5 separate regions of the Mus musculus genome follow, and regions 1, 2, 3 and 4 are each linked to region 5. The links are chromatin contacts, called in public Hi-C, HiChIP or PLAC-seq and promoter capture Hi-C maps. All regions are on one chromosome and are shown on one strand. The core of a region is the stretch at or near the end of the contact, and the rest is flanking DNA. Distances in the headings are between cores, read along the strand shown. Region 1 has its middle 2.9 kb from the start of Gm2848. Region 2 overlaps Syk (spleen tyrosine kinase). Region 3 holds the start of Diras2 (DIRAS family, GTP-binding RAS-like 2). Region 4 holds the start of Syk (spleen tyrosine kinase). Region 5 overlaps Sema4d (sema domain, immunoglobulin domain (Ig), transmembrane domain (TM) and short cytoplasmic domain, (semaphorin) 4D).

Region 1 (2,700 bases), core at 186-2,685, 840 kb after region 5:
ATAAAATGAATATCTATGTTCCCATTCTCCAGAATTAACAATTAACAGCACCCATAAAACATAATTTTAATATCCTTCTGTCAGAGATGGAGGGATTGCTTCCTAGATAAAATGCTCGCAATCAAATCGTAAGGACCTGAGCTCACAGTAACAGAACCAAAAATAGGGTGAAGAACCATCAAGGAAGGCACCCAGTGTTGGCCTCTGCATAAATTCATATACACACACACAAGTGCATGCACACAGTCAATATTTTAAAGCAATATCTAAGCAGGAGTTCATAGGAACATAATCTTTTAGTGTGCATTGCAAAAACGTAACACAGCTTCCTATAAAACTATAAGAACGATCACAATCACTCAATATCATCTTGTTTCTCTCCCTGTACAAATGCCCTCCCTGCTCAAAACCATTTTTCCCCTCATTTTATGTGTATAGGTGCTTAGCCTGTATGTCTGTGCATCACGTGTATGCAGTGCCTATAGAGAGCAGAAGAGGGCATCCGAACCCTTGAAACTGGAGTGACTGAAAGTTGTGAGCTCCAGGTGGGTTCTGGGAACTGAATCCAGGTCCTCTGGAGAGTAGCCAGTGCTCTTAACCTCCAAGCTGCCTCTCCAAGGCCCCGGCAAAGATTTTCTTTTTCTAGCAAGCCATTTGTTTGTGAGTCATATCCCTGTTCCTGATTTTTCTCTGGTATACAATGGGGGCGATGCCCAGATAGAGAAAGGTGATGCAGAGGCAAAGGTGAAGGAGAAATAAGAGCAATGGTGTGCTAGGGCAAGGGAGAAGGGGAGGAGGGGCTCATAATCCCCAGGGAGTAGATGAAAGGTCACATGTGGGGAGAACCGAAACCTGGAAGAGTCTCACGCTCCTCCCTAGATAGCACAAAAAAGGAAGGAATAGTTGCTGAAGGAGGAAATTCCGAGCAAGCATTGGAACTGCAGAGGAGACGTCAGACTGTCCAGCAGCCTGCAAAGCTGTGCAGAGAGCTCCCCCAAAGCTCACCTGCCAGCTAGCGTGGACTGCACCACCCAGTAGCAGATACATGAAAGACTCTGCCTAAAAACAAAGATGAAGGTGAGAGCCAAGTCCCCAAAGTTACCCATGATTTCCACACTCACACCATGGCATGCATGCACCTGCACACATGTGTGTACATACATGTGTGCACATACACACGTACACGCATGCACACATGGAGAGAGAGAAAGAGAGTAGGAGGTGCAGGGTAGATCCTATACTAAAAACACATGACACTAAATTCTGGGATAAGGGCAGTAAGATTGTCCCAAAGCATCATGAGAAACACCCTCCCATTTTAATCATAGGGAGAACAGAGAAAGCAATACAAAGAGAAGCATTGCATGAGGTGTAGCTAGGCGTCAGCAGCTCCCATGGAAAGCAGAAGTGTGAGAGGGTCATGATCAGGACAGATGCTCCCCCGACCCTTGTCTGGAAATCCCAGCCTGTTCATCTCACTCAACCCCTGAGAGAACAGCTAAGAGTCTGCAGCTTATCCCTGCCCTTATCGTTTCTAACTACAGGAGAGCAAAACAGTAGCTGTTCGGATGTGTGTAGAGAAAGCTGTGTCAGCTGTCACATGTGCTGAGGCTCCGGTGTCACTTGTCCTGAGGCTCGTGTGCTGGGAGCTCAGTCCTCACTCAGTGTAGCGTTGACTTGATGCAGCTTTGTAGGTGTGGATCTTAGTGGGGAGTAGGCAGGTCATTAGGAAGCCACCATCAGAAGGGATTAATGCAGATCTCCTAGGACTGTGTTAGTTCTTTTGAGCAAAGTATTGTAGAAAGGACAAACCTGGCTTCACACATCTCTCTGGGATCCTGTCTCTCTGCCTCTTTTGGGAATACACTGCCACAGGGTCTTTGTCCGAGGCTGGACCAGTGGGACTTTCAGTCTCCAAAAATATGAAAAGATACAGTTTTCGTGGGGCGTAGTAGTGCACCCCAACAGTCTCAGCAGGAGGACTGAGGCAGGGAGACAAGGAATTTGAGGTCAGGTTGTCTCAAAACCAACAACTAAATAAGCCTTCCACAGTCTTTCCAGCCTTAGGCATTTGGTTACATGGACAGAAAAGAGAACAAAATAGCAACTTGTAAGAAGTTAGACAGAGAAGGAGACCGGTTATTCCCGGATTTCTTCAAAGCAACACGTAATGCTTCCAAGTCAGAACAAGGAATTCAACCAGTCCTGGGCAAGAGGCAGGAGGCAGGAAGCAGAGCGCGAGCCTGTGTGGTCGTGCCATTCCCCGCAGATGGTGACACAGACCACCCTGAAACTTGAGACGACTGTCCGGTTTCATAGGTGGGCCACTGGTCGGAACAAATAAAGGAATTAGAAATGGGAATACAGTAAGAGGGAGAGGGAGAGGGCTGGCTGCCCAGGAGAGGGTGTTCTTTTTTTGGACAAAGGAAAAAAATTGAGCACACAGAGACAAAGGAAGTAAGGACCCAGAAGGGGTGACAAGCAGGCATTTGCTGAAGCCGGGAGCACCCTTCCAGCAAGTATGATCCCCAGAACTGGCAGAGCAGTGACCTGTGGTCTGGGCTGATCTTTTACAGGGCTCTCTACTTCAGTCTCTTGTGACCCCTCTTTCTTTCCCGCTTCCCCCTGCTTCTCTCCCATTCAGTCATCCCTTCCTTTGGACAGTCCTTGGCCCAGGAAGATAACCACAGTGAGTAAGGA
Region 2 (2,739 bases), core at 33-2,532, 880 kb after region 5:
TGACCCCATCACAGATGCCCCTGGACGATAGCCACAGAGACTGAGTGGTACTCAGGCTGGAGTGAACCTGCTGTCCTGCTCTCTCTGTATCAGATGCAGACCGCATCCCTAGAGTTTTACACACCGAAGCCTTCAGTATCTCATTATCTCCCAGGCCCTCCACTCACTGCCTGGTCTCACCACCACCCACACATTCTTTTACCCTGGAGGGCACACAAAGGTAGAGAAGAGGGTTAAGCCCTTCCAGCAAAAGTCACACCCTCCTCTCTCACATCTATGAGGGGCAAGTTCAAGGTCTGTCTGCCGAGCATGCACGTACATACACATACACATTTCCTCCTACTACTTACCGAACTTCCCTCTCCTTACCGCTCCTCTTACCCTCCCCCTTACCCTCCCTCTCCTCCTCCTCTCTCTCTCCCCTTACCTTCCCACTTCCCCTTCTTCCCCCTCCTTTCTTTCTCTCTCTCTCTCTCTCTCTCTCTCTCTCTCTCTCTCTCTCTCTCTCTCTCTCTCTCTGTATTCTATGCCTACTTATGTGTGTTGATGTGCATGCCCATGCATGCAAATGCAGATGCCCAAGGAAGATTTCCAGAATCTTCCTCTATCACTTCCCACTTATTCTTCTGAAACAGGGTCTCTCTCTGAGCAGAGGCTCACTGCCTCAGCTGGGCTGGTCAGCCTGGGAGCTCATAGCATTTGTCTCTCTCCAACCTCCGTCGCTGGGCTTACAGGCACATGTGAAGATGTCCAGCCTGATTTACCGCAAGTGTTCTCACCCACTGAACCATATCCCAGCCCCTTACACGTGTGTGTGTGTGTGTGTGTGTGTGTGTTTTCACACATTGTCCTTTCTGCAAGCCAGCACACATTGTGAATGGTTTCCCTAGAAAACAGGCTCAACCCTTTATTCATATATGGTGTTTTATTGTGTGACTGGGCGTTACCCAATGACCAACCAGGCTTTTATCAGCCACATAGTCATCCCAAAGGAGTTGGCACCTCAGGGTGCTCGTGACTGACTGTAGGAGGGAGGAGGTGTTTCCACAGTGGTGAAATTTCAAAACACAAATCTACGATGGCGGAGAAGGGTCTTTCACCCTTCACCAGCTTCTCTGAGCTTCAAGCAGGGGCCTGGAGGGAGCCCTGGCCACTCTGCCAGGCAAGCGCCATTTCAAAAGAAATCATTCGTAAAGTTGCAACCTCCTCCTACTTTGAGGAGATGGGTATGGCAGGAGAAAGGGAAGTGAGGTCACTTCCGGTCCCAAGGCCCAGCTCAGCCTGGACTGTGGCTGTGGCCTTGATGTTGTGTGCTTGGAGAAAGCTGTACAAACCACCCCAGTTTACAGACACCCTTCTCCAGGCTGCTGGGACTTGATTGAGCTCTTCCCAAGTCCAGTGCATTTATGCTGGATGCTCTGAAAATTCATCTTCCTTCCTTTAGCAAATGCAGAGGCCACAGAGGCCTCAGGGACTCCCAGACCGCAGATGTCCCACGGACTCGCCCTTCCCCAGATCTCATGATTAGAACGCATGAGTTGCTGGAAAGGCGGCGAATAGCATGGCCTCAGAGGAATGAGGCTCTGAACTGGGAGAGTCACACCTCCTATTGCCATGCCAGCCAGATCTCACCTTCTCCGGGGCCTTCCTAAGTACTGATTCCTCCTATGATGTCAGGACTGCCTTGTGCCTGTGTCTCGAGGTTCAAGGGTGCACCTGTATGTTGTCACTCGCCATGGGGGCCTGAAGTCCTACATGTAGCTCCTGGTACCAGTGGAACAATGAAGTCTCATTCACCTACAGACGCCTCAGGCCTTGGGCTGTCTCTGTTGGCTCATGCCACGTGGCTATCATTCCCGTCTCAGGTGGGGGATGCTACCTGCTAATGTCAAACAATGTCTTAAACCCGGCCTTGGCACTGAAGAGAAAGGGAAGAAGACCATAGGAGTAGAAGAGTTCATAACCTCCTTTGTGTGCTCCAGAAAGTTCTGTTAACAAGCTCATTAGACTCCTCACCTGTCCTTCACCTGAGTCTAGGGGCTTCACAGACACCCCAAAGCCTGTGCCTGTGGCCCTGAGCCACACCCCCCCAAGCTCTTTCACTGATCTCCAAAGCGCCATGGCCCTGCTGGATCTTTGCCATAGTCCATCTCCAACCCTTGGCGTTTCCCTCTGGCTAACTCGCTGGCTCTGGTACAGAGCCCTCCTGTCATCTCGAGGTCTGGGTGCTGCGTGCCCACCACCTGCCCATTTGCTGGTGCTGGAGAGCACCTGCTGCCCACCAGGGCCACCAACTGTAGTGACGGTACTGCTTCCTAGGTCAAAAGGTCGCAGTAGGGGTAATATGGTGTGTGCTCTCTCTCGCAGGATCAGGGCCAGAGACAACAGCGGCTCCTATGCTCTGTGCCTGCTGCACGAAGGGAAAGTATTGCACTACCGCATTGACAGGGACAAGACCGGGAAGCTCTCCATTCCTGAGGGGAAGAAGTTTGACACCCTCTGGCAGGTATGTCTCTGTCTCTCTGTCTCTCTCTCTCTGGACTCACTTCTGTGTGTCTCTGTATCTCTCTCTCTTTGTCTGTCTGCCTCTCTCTCTGTCTCTCTAGACTCTTTCTTTCTCTGGACTCTCTTCTCTGTCTCTCCCTGTCTGTCTCTGTCTCTCTCTGTCTCTCCCTCCCTCCTGGAGGGCACAATGCAGACCCACTGGGATGCTAGTTCCAAAACTCTTAGGAACAAGAG
Region 3 (2,700 bases), core at 177-2,676, 800 kb after region 5:
CCAGTGGGAAAGAACACATCTAGACTGATCTGAGATCTAAAATACTTCAGCTTTTTTGCTGTTACTTAGAAAATAGTCATTTAAAATAATATTTTATGGGTTTTTTTTTCTTTTAAGCAAATCACAAAACTTCTGCTAGTATAAACTAGTATGCACGGGGGCCCGATTAAAAGCTAACAAGAACCAAAATGTGAAATGAATTCCTAAACAAGGCTGGCTGGGCACGGATTCCTCCACCCAAGTTATACTGTGTTCCACCTTTGAAGGCATGGAACAACCGAGATGTGTGGTGTCCAGTTCCAAAGATCCCCCAACCCCAAAGAATATGAACTGGGACATGGAATCGCAAAGCAGGGTGGGGAAGTCCAACCCTTGGGCAGCCAGCTGTCATTGTCCTCTGATGGAGACCCACGTTCTTCTGCCTGGACTAGATGCTGAGACTTGCCTGAGCTCCCACCGGGAGAAGAAGGGGAGTCCCGTGGATATCCCAAGCCTGGTCTTTAAAATAGGAAATGAGACATTGGGGCGGGTCCCTTTCCAGAGCGTTAAGTCTAGAGGTTGGGATCCAAACATCAGGAATCCCCTAGCCATTTCTTCTTGGCTCTGAATGTTTCTTTCTCTAGCTGTACCTCTTTAGGAGACTTTTCCTAAATCGATGGAATCTTCCGCATTCATTAGAATACCTGCAGTCAAAGAATTTCCCCAACCGCAACTCCTGTTAGGACGGGATCCCTAATCTTGGGTAAGACCCTGAGGTTTTGCCCCTTCAAAGCAATGTTAGGTGTTCAGTCTAACGTTCTCCCAACTGAGCTATGGCTTCGTCCTCGCCCTCCCCTCCTGGAAGGATGCAGGATGAGGCTGGCTGGTCCCCCTCTCCAAGTCCTGGGATACATACTGATCTTCAGCCCCAGAGAGTAATCCTGCTCCTCTGGCTCCCAGGACTGGCCAAAAGCGCCGGGCACCCGCGAGCTGTATCCAGCTCCAGCCGAGAGCCGTGGTGGCTTGCTTACCTGGGGAGAGCCGGCTCAGAGCCGCAGGTCTCCAGGCGCAGCTCCGGGACCCGCTGCGCGCAGCGCGATGCGGTGGCTGCTGAGGCGGAGTGCGCGCTGCTCCCGCCTGATGACGCTGTCAGCTGCCCTGCGCCCCGCACCGCCCTGTGCACCGCACCCCCAGTGCAATGTCCAGAGCCCTGCACCTCCAGTGCAACGCCCAATGCAACGTCCTGCCCCCTGTGCTGCCCCTCTCTGTCTGCCCCTCTCTGCCTTATGCACCCGCCCGAGCTCTCTGCACAGCCTTACAACCTCCAGCACCGCTCCCTGCACCGCCCGCACGCGCGCCTGGCCCTGTGCAGTCCTCCCACGCGGTGCTCTCTGGCTCTAGCCTCCCGGCCTCCGGCTCCACCCTCCTCAAGCTCCTGCAAGCACAGTGGTTGCTCGTTGCGGTGGCCTGCTTTTCACCGGGAGCCTTCAGCTGCCCTCTACCGAAAGCTTCTGGAATAGATGACAAGAGACTAGAATTTTCTGAAAATTAAATGAATCAAAAATCATTCCGTTGAAAGGACAGTGGATTCCTGTGTTTAAAACTATGCTCCTACCCTAGTGTACTTAATCACTGCTTACCACGCAATAAGACTTGGTCACTGGGCAAGGTTTCTGTTCCTGTAGCTGTGACAAAAACAAGCTAAGGAAAACTGGGTTTGCTCTGGCTCATAGTTCAGAGTAAAAAAGCAAAGCAGGAAAAAAAAAATCTTGAAATGGCTGATCACATCGCATCGGTAATCAGAACTTAGACGACTGTGGAAGCACGCTGCTACCGAGATCAATTTGTATAGTCCAGGATCCTGTACCCAGGAATGGTCTAGCCCACAGTCAAGACCGGCCTTTGCACAACACTTAAGTAATCAAGATAATCTCTCCTCCCACAAGCCTGAGGCCCGTCTCCAGGTGACTCTAGATTCTGTCAAGTCGACAATAGTAGTCACATGTGCTAAATCACAAGACAGCCTGTCACTTAGAGGTGCCAAGAAATTCCCTGCCTGAAAGGCAACCATACTACAAGAATTCAAGCGTTTTAACAGGACAGGGCTCTGACATCACCTCTTTGGGTAAGCTTGGGGGACCACGCTGCTCAGCAGCTTTTCATGACCATTTCAAAGAATTAACAGAGAGAGAGAGAGAGAGAGAGAGAGAGAGAGAGAGAGAGAGAGAGAGAGAGAGAGAGAGAGAGAGAGAGAGAGAATATGCTGTACTGACATTTTGTAAGCGCTGGACAGGAACATCTACCTATATCATACTTGCACTCTATGGCTGGAGGAAACTCTTTTTTTCTTTTTTTATCCTTATCTTTGTCCTTTGGTGATGTGGTAAAAGAATTACAAAATGGGGCCTGTATCTTCTAAATTAGGCTTAGCTTACAGATTCTGTAAGCTATAATATAGTCACTTTTCTGTTTGGGTAAGTTCTGGAGTCCTGTAATTTCAGAGGATATAATCCTTTGAAGTTGGTTTGCAAAGCAAATCTCTGCCCTGCTATTCACAGGAAACATGTTTGTTTGTTTGTTTGTTTGTTTTGAAATCTTACCTAAGATATGCTTTCACTATTTACAGTTAAGATAACATCTTTGTTCCTTAGTTCAGCTTGACTCTGGCCTTAGTGCTATGGCTACTAAAATAAGAAGGGAGTAGACCATTTTTAACAAGGC
Region 4 (2,743 bases), core at 139-2,638, 860 kb after region 5:
ATCAAACCATATATCCATAACAAAAAAAAGTATCTGGAAAGCGAATAATGGGCTTTTATATAACCTGTGAGTTGATAAAAGTCTCAAAAGAACTCTTAAAATATTTTACCTAGCATACAGATGAGAATTCAAGGCCCTGGAGGATTAGCTCAACAACCGGGTGCACTTGTTGTTCTTGCAGAGGACCCGTGTTCAATTCCCAGCACCCCACTGACAGCTCACACTGTCTGTAACTCCATTCTCAAGGTATCGGCTGTCCTCTTCTGACAACCATAGGTACTAAGCACATGCATGATACACATACACATATGTAGGCAAAATGCTCATATACATAAAATAATGATATTTTTTAAAAAATAAAATATGCTATACCAACATTTTTCAAATGATGCTAAAAGTAGTGCTTAGAAAGAAATCCCGAACACTAGGCCCACTGCTATAACAAAATCCTTGAGACTGAGTGCTTTATAAAGAAAGGGAGTTTAGTTTGGCTCGCAGTTTAGGGCTTAAAAGCCCAAGTTCAGGCTGCCACGTCAGGTGAGCCCCTTACATGGCATGACATCCTGGCAGATGGCACCACATGGTGGAAGGCTGTGATGAATCATGGTTGTGGATGGGACCAAATTGGTGGGATGACCTTGCTTGATAACAATTCACTGTCAAAGTAACTAACTCAGTTCACTGAGACTTAACTTAGTCCTCTGAGATAGCCATTAGTCTTTTCCAAGGCTGGTGCCTCAGTGAACTCGCTCCCTTGTACCTCAGAACCCACCTCTCAAAGGTTATGACACTCGAATGTGCCACACCTTAGCCAAGCTCCCAGCACATGAACCCTGGAGCGGCATACCCAAACCCCGATGATGTAGAAGATAAAGAGAGCTGTGTCAACTCAGTCACCTATAGTTTTAGGCAAGGATGTGCTCTCACTATAGGAAATTAAGTTTTATAAGAATTATCAAGAATTACAGTACATTAAGCCTAGGCCACGATGGTCAAAGGAGGTAACATGGTAAACTCTGAAGCCAAAAATAGGAAACTAAACAAAAATGAAGAAAACCTACTTGGAGCCTTTAAAATGATCAACAGAATTAGTAAATCGTCAAACATGATATACAGTAATATAATGAGAAGAAAAATTGACATACCCTAAGCTTGGCACACAGTTTTAGCCAGGTTGTGTAGCTTAGGTCTAAGAATCAGCGTGACAATCCTGGTCAAGAATCGCCAAGATCCTCCTCCACTGGCAGGTGTTTGTTTGGGATCCCTGCCTTCTGACTGTAACTTCATTTTGACTATGAAATTATCAAGCACCACCCCCCCCCAACACACACACACCCTCTTACTTCTGCTTTCTGGCTTGTCTTGCTTGCTGACACTTTGAGGAAAAGCCACTTCCCTAGTTACAGACACCACTTAACAGCAGGAAACCTCCACTTGCTCTCCTCTGCCTTCTCTCCATTGCAGCCATTCCCATTTTCAAGACTGCCAGTCTGGTCCTTTCAACGTTCCATGCTGCCTGGTGCCCGGGAGCCCAGGCCTTCTGTGACTCCAGGACAGGAAGGTAAGTCAGATCTGTAGCAATCAATAATGGCGACCTCATGGCTCTCTGCACCATGGGTGGGCATTAGAGAGCACGCCAGTATCCGAGTATGTGCTTTCCTGGCCGATACCGTCCCCTGGGCTACATCATGCCCTGGCTGACATTCGTTCATCTTGAGCTATGGAGTTGATAATTACTGCAGTTCTCACATGGCAGAGACATCTTTCTTCCCTGAGCACATAGCCGGTACTTTCTTTAAGCACTGGGGTTAATTCGTGTCTTTAGATACAGCTGTGAAGTCTCGGGAGTAACTCCACTGTAATTTCCTGGAATATTTCATAGTCAGGAATTTCAGAGAAACCAAGATTTCCTTGAGCAGGTGTGACAGGTCCTTTGTGTCGAATGTGGGTCATTTGGTTTCTCTAGAGGCCTTGAGGACCCTGTACATATTGTCCTTGTGAGGTGGGCAGATGGGGAAGTAAAAATAGAGCCTAGACAGCAGCAGCTTCAGCCAGGCCCCCACGGCCTACTGAAATGGAGTTTGTTGGGCACAGCGTTCACTGTGGCCTCAACCCCAGCCACCCAGCTGGGATTCCCTGGGATGGGACTTGGGGTGGGAACCAGAAGAATACTGTCACTTGGCTCTCCACCTATCCTGAGTACTTTGTCCCAAGATGATGGCAGGAAAAATCAGGAGACAGTCTTATCAGGAAATGTCTGCAACTTGGTCGGTTGTTGGTATTTTATGTGTGAGTGTATTTGTGTATATGTACATAGCTGTACATATGGTGTCTGTGTGGTGGAGAGAGAGATGTATATGTATATATGTATGGTGTATGTGTGTGTTGTGTGTATATACACCTGTATGTATGTATGTATGTATGTATGTATGTATGTATGGTGTGTATATATGTGTATATATATATATCTTGATGCGTATGTGTGTGGTGTGTGTGTGTTGTATGCATATATGTATATACCTTTATGTGTATGTGTGTATGGTGTGTGTGTGTGGTATATATATATATATATATATATATATCTTTATGTATATGTGTGTGTGGTATACATATGTATGTGTATATACCTTTATGTGTATGTATTGTGGTGTATGTTGTACTTATATATGTGTATATACCTTTATGTGTGGTGTATGTGTATGTGTGTGTGTGATATATACATATACATATACATATACATATA
Region 5 (2,700 bases), core at 38-2,537:
GAAGGAGAAGGAGAAGGAGAAGGAGAAGGAGAAGGAGAAGGAGAAGGAGAAGGAGAAGGAGAAGGAGAAGAAACAAGCTGATACTCAGAACCTCAGCGCCAACTGCAGACTTCTTCAGGAATAATGAGGCCTTGGCTACTGAGATGACGCAGGCCACTCTGCAAGCTTAAGGACTTGGGTCACAATCCTTGGTACCCATGATGGAGAGAGAGAACCAACTCTGAAAGTTATGCTCTAATCTCCACAGGTAAGCCATTGCATGCACATGACTGGACTCACACATACAAGGCCCCTGCCCAAATTACACCCAGATAGCCATGGAAACTGAATGTGTATAACTGGCTCGCACATTCCCAATAGGGCCCTACTCCTTTACCACAGCCTTGGCAGGCTGTGAGAAGAAGCAGAGGGAAGAGGAGTTTTATACTTATTCTGGTTCCTTCTCTTAGCTTTGTCCAACTAAAATGCATCCCAAATCCCGTGTAGAGAGCCATCTCTCAAGTGCTATGCCTCACTGCAGGAAGGTGTAGTACGGCTGGCATGGTCCACACCAAGTTCATGAGAGGAAGTGCTGGTCATCATACAGATACACACCCACAGGGACACAAGTGGCACAGGACACACAATCACACACAGTTAAGCACGGTGATGTAGGACACACAGGCATATAGACAACTTATCACACAGATGTAGAGCCATGAACACACAGGTACACACACACACACACATACACACAGGGACATGATGGACACATGCTATGCTATACCCCTAAAGAGTAGAGCAAGCACACGTGAGGTGCACACAGAACCATCATACCATTAGCAGCCATCACTTGGGAGGGATGGGAGTTGGAGGAGGACATGGAGACAGGGAAGGGAAGACCATCTAGGAACCTCACTGTCTAGCATCAAAGCCTGGTGCCGCCCTGAGGGACAGCAGTCTTGGCTCCAATGAAGATATAGGAACAAGATACCTGACAGTCCACCAGACCCAATGGAGGCTTCTACAAGGTATCGCTTACCGACCTGGACATAGAAATCATACACGGAATGATTTACCTGTGCCGTGAGTCTCTGGGGTTGTTCCTGGCACCTTTAGAATGGAAGCTTCAGGAAGACATCTCTGAAAGTAATGAGAGACTAAGAGTCAAGCCCCTGGGTCCTCCACCCTCACGGGGCGCTTGGGTTTCAGACAGGCACTAAATACAAACTCCTTAGGGCCCCAAGCAGATGACCTCTCTATCCAGTTCCTGCGGGGCTTGTTCACTGCACCAGAAGTGAGGTGCTGGGCAGCCAGCAAAGGGGAAGCCTGGGTCAGCTGGTGCGCTTGCTTGCTCACCTCACCACAGACACCACAAATAACCACTTCTCTTTTCTTTCCTTCTCCTTTAAAAAAAAAAAAAAATCAGGCCAGAGAGGTGGCTTGGAGAGGTTTAGAGCACTGGCTACTACTACTGGCTGTTTTTCCAGAAGACCTGAGTTCAATTCCTAGTACCCACAGGGTGGCTCACCACTGTCTATAGCTCAAGATCTGACAACCTCACATAGACATATATACAGGCAAAACACCAATTCACATTAAAATATAAACAAACAAACAGACAGACAAATAAAAGCAATTTTGGTCAGGCTAAGTAGTCCGTACGAGCTTCAAACTCGATATCCTCCTGCCTCAGTCTTCCCAGTGCTGGAGATTTCAGGTGTGTGTCGCCACACTCAGCCACCACAGCCATGTCTAAGCATACTGCCCCATCGCAGAGAGCAGAGTCCATACATTAGAAAACTTATCACTAGGCTCAGTTAGAAAGCTTGCCTGGCATGCAAAAGGCCCTGGGACCTATCCTCAGCACCGCATAAACTGGGCACGGTGGTGTGAGCCTGTAATCCCAGCCCTCCATCCAGAATTCAAGATCATCTGTGGCTGCAGAGTGGATTCAAGACCAGCCTGGACTACATGAGAACCAGCCACAAAAACGAAACCAGTCTAACCAAGTCGTATTATTCTTTTCAGATGTTTAAAAAAGTAAATAAGACTTTATTTATTGCATATGTCCATGTGTGGGCACATTCACATTACAGCACATGTGGAAGTCCAAGGGCAACTTGTAGGAGCAGGTTCTCTCCTACCTTGTGGGACCCGGGGATCCAATTCAGGTCATTGAGATGGGCAGCAAGCTCCTTTTGCTGGCCAAGCCAGTTCATCAGTCCTAATTTCAGATCTGTGCCCCCTTCATCTTCCCAAGGAAACCAAGGGAAACCCACAGACAACATAGTCATAAGAATTAAATGGGTGCTCATCCCGAGTCTTGGTTGATTTTAGGTAGTTAGTTCTGAGACAGAACGTGGAGGCTGGTTCACACCGGATCAGCAGTCCTCCTCTAAGGTCTACCTCAGCCCCTCTCTTATCTCTTGCGATCAATTTTTGTTTGTTTTTTGAGACAGGGTTTCTCTGTATAGCCCTGGCTGTCCTGGAACTCACTCTGTAGACCAGGCTGGCCTCGAACTCTGAAATCTGCCTGCCCCTGCCTCCCAAGTGCTGGGATTAAAGGTGTGCGCCACCACAGTCCAGATTGCAGTCGTTTTAAAGCTAAACAGAAACAAGTACCCACTGTGGAGTAGGGCCAGGCATCTGTATGTACCCATCAGCATCTGGGACAGAGGCCTCCAAACAGACTCCCTGAGCCCAGTGACCCCACGCTGC

Evidence for each region. Promoter capture Hi-C pulls out the DNA fragments that hold promoters and counts their contacts. Hi-C and Micro-C count contacts between places; a contact is called where the count stands out from the background. HiChIP or PLAC-seq counts read pairs in DNA pulled down with a chosen protein or histone mark.
Region 1: an H3K27ac HiChIP or PLAC-seq map of bone marrow-derived dendritic cells shows a contact between it and region 5, with 5 times the contacts expected there. The contact joins two enhancer-like sites. A contact is called at or near these places in 13 of 39 promoter capture datasets (the 3T3-L1 cell line, 3T3-L1-derived adipocytes, the C10 cell line and 7 more), 2 of 484 Hi-C or Micro-C datasets (B cells and bone marrow-derived macrophages), 9 of 115 datasets of contacts at active chromatin or transcription factors (astrocytes, bone marrow-derived dendritic cells, bone marrow-derived macrophages and 4 more) and 4 of 9 other capture datasets (adipose tissue, bone marrow-derived macrophages, embryonic stem cells and 1 more).
Region 2: an H3K4me3 HiChIP or PLAC-seq map of bone marrow-derived macrophages shows a contact between it and region 5, with 4 times the contacts expected there. The contact joins two enhancer-like sites. A contact is called at or near these places in 3 of 115 datasets of contacts at active chromatin or transcription factors (bone marrow-derived macrophages and large pre-B cells) and 2 of 9 other capture datasets (bone marrow-derived macrophages and embryonic stem cells).
Region 3: a contact with region 5 is called in a promoter capture Hi-C map of pre-B cells, with 3 times the contacts expected there. The contact joins the promoter of Diras2 here to the enhancer-like site in region 5. A contact is called at or near these places in 4 of 39 promoter capture datasets (embryonic stem cells, liver and pre-B cells), 1 of 15 datasets of contacts at CTCF or cohesin (large pre-B cells), 1 of 115 datasets of contacts at active chromatin or transcription factors (pro-B cells) and 1 of 9 other capture datasets (liver).
Region 4: a Hi-C map of bone marrow-derived macrophages shows a contact between it and region 5, with 12 read pairs. The contact joins the promoter of Syk here to the enhancer-like site in region 5. A contact is called at or near these places in 13 of 39 promoter capture datasets (the 3T3-L1 cell line, 3T3-L1-derived adipocytes, the C10 cell line and 7 more), 2 of 484 Hi-C or Micro-C datasets (B cells and bone marrow-derived macrophages), 8 of 115 datasets of contacts at active chromatin or transcription factors (bone marrow-derived dendritic cells, bone marrow-derived macrophages, embryonic stem cells and 4 more) and 5 of 9 other capture datasets (adipose tissue, bone marrow-derived macrophages, embryonic stem cells and 2 more).

Annotation. Positions count from the first base shown.
Region 1 is chr13:52,574,801-52,577,500 of GRCm38.p6, forward strand. No RefSeq gene overlaps it. Among named protein-coding and RNA genes, the nearest start is that of Gm2848, 2.9 kb to the left of the region's middle. Within about 2 kb of position 1,436, at least 34 of the 459 cell types and tissues checked have an H3K27ac peak or open chromatin away from gene starts, as enhancers often do. A contact at or near this core is called in the HPC-7 cell line, adipose tissue and bone marrow-derived dendritic cells, where this site is marked.
Region 2 is chr13:52,618,434-52,621,172 of GRCm38.p6, forward strand. Syk (spleen tyrosine kinase) reads left to right here. Exons shown (of 14, transcript NM_011518.2): 4 at 2,368-2,506. Among named protein-coding and RNA genes, the nearest start is that of Syk, 23 kb to the left of the region's middle. Within about 2 kb of position 1,283, at least 28 of the 459 cell types and tissues checked have an H3K27ac peak or open chromatin away from gene starts, as enhancers often do. A contact at or near this core is called in bone marrow-derived macrophages, where this site is marked.
Region 3 is chr13:52,529,410-52,532,109 of GRCm38.p6, forward strand. Diras2 (DIRAS family, GTP-binding RAS-like 2) reads right to left here and starts at 1,427. Exons shown (of 2, transcript NM_001024474.2): 1 at 1,011-1,427.
Region 4 is chr13:52,595,494-52,598,236 of GRCm38.p6, forward strand. It overlaps Syk (spleen tyrosine kinase), which reads left to right and starts at 1,389. Exons shown (of 14, transcript NM_011518.2): 1 at 1,389-1,561.
Region 5 is chr13:51,733,449-51,736,148 of GRCm38.p6, forward strand. All of the region lies in intron 2 of Sema4d (sema domain, immunoglobulin domain (Ig), transmembrane domain (TM) and short cytoplasmic domain, (semaphorin) 4D), which reads right to left. Among named protein-coding and RNA genes, the nearest start is that of Sema4d, 59 kb to the right of the region's middle. Within about 2 kb of position 1,288, at least 79 of the 459 cell types and tissues checked have an H3K27ac peak or open chromatin away from gene starts, as enhancers often do. A contact at or near this core is called in B cells, the HPC-7 cell line, adipose tissue and 7 more, where this site is marked.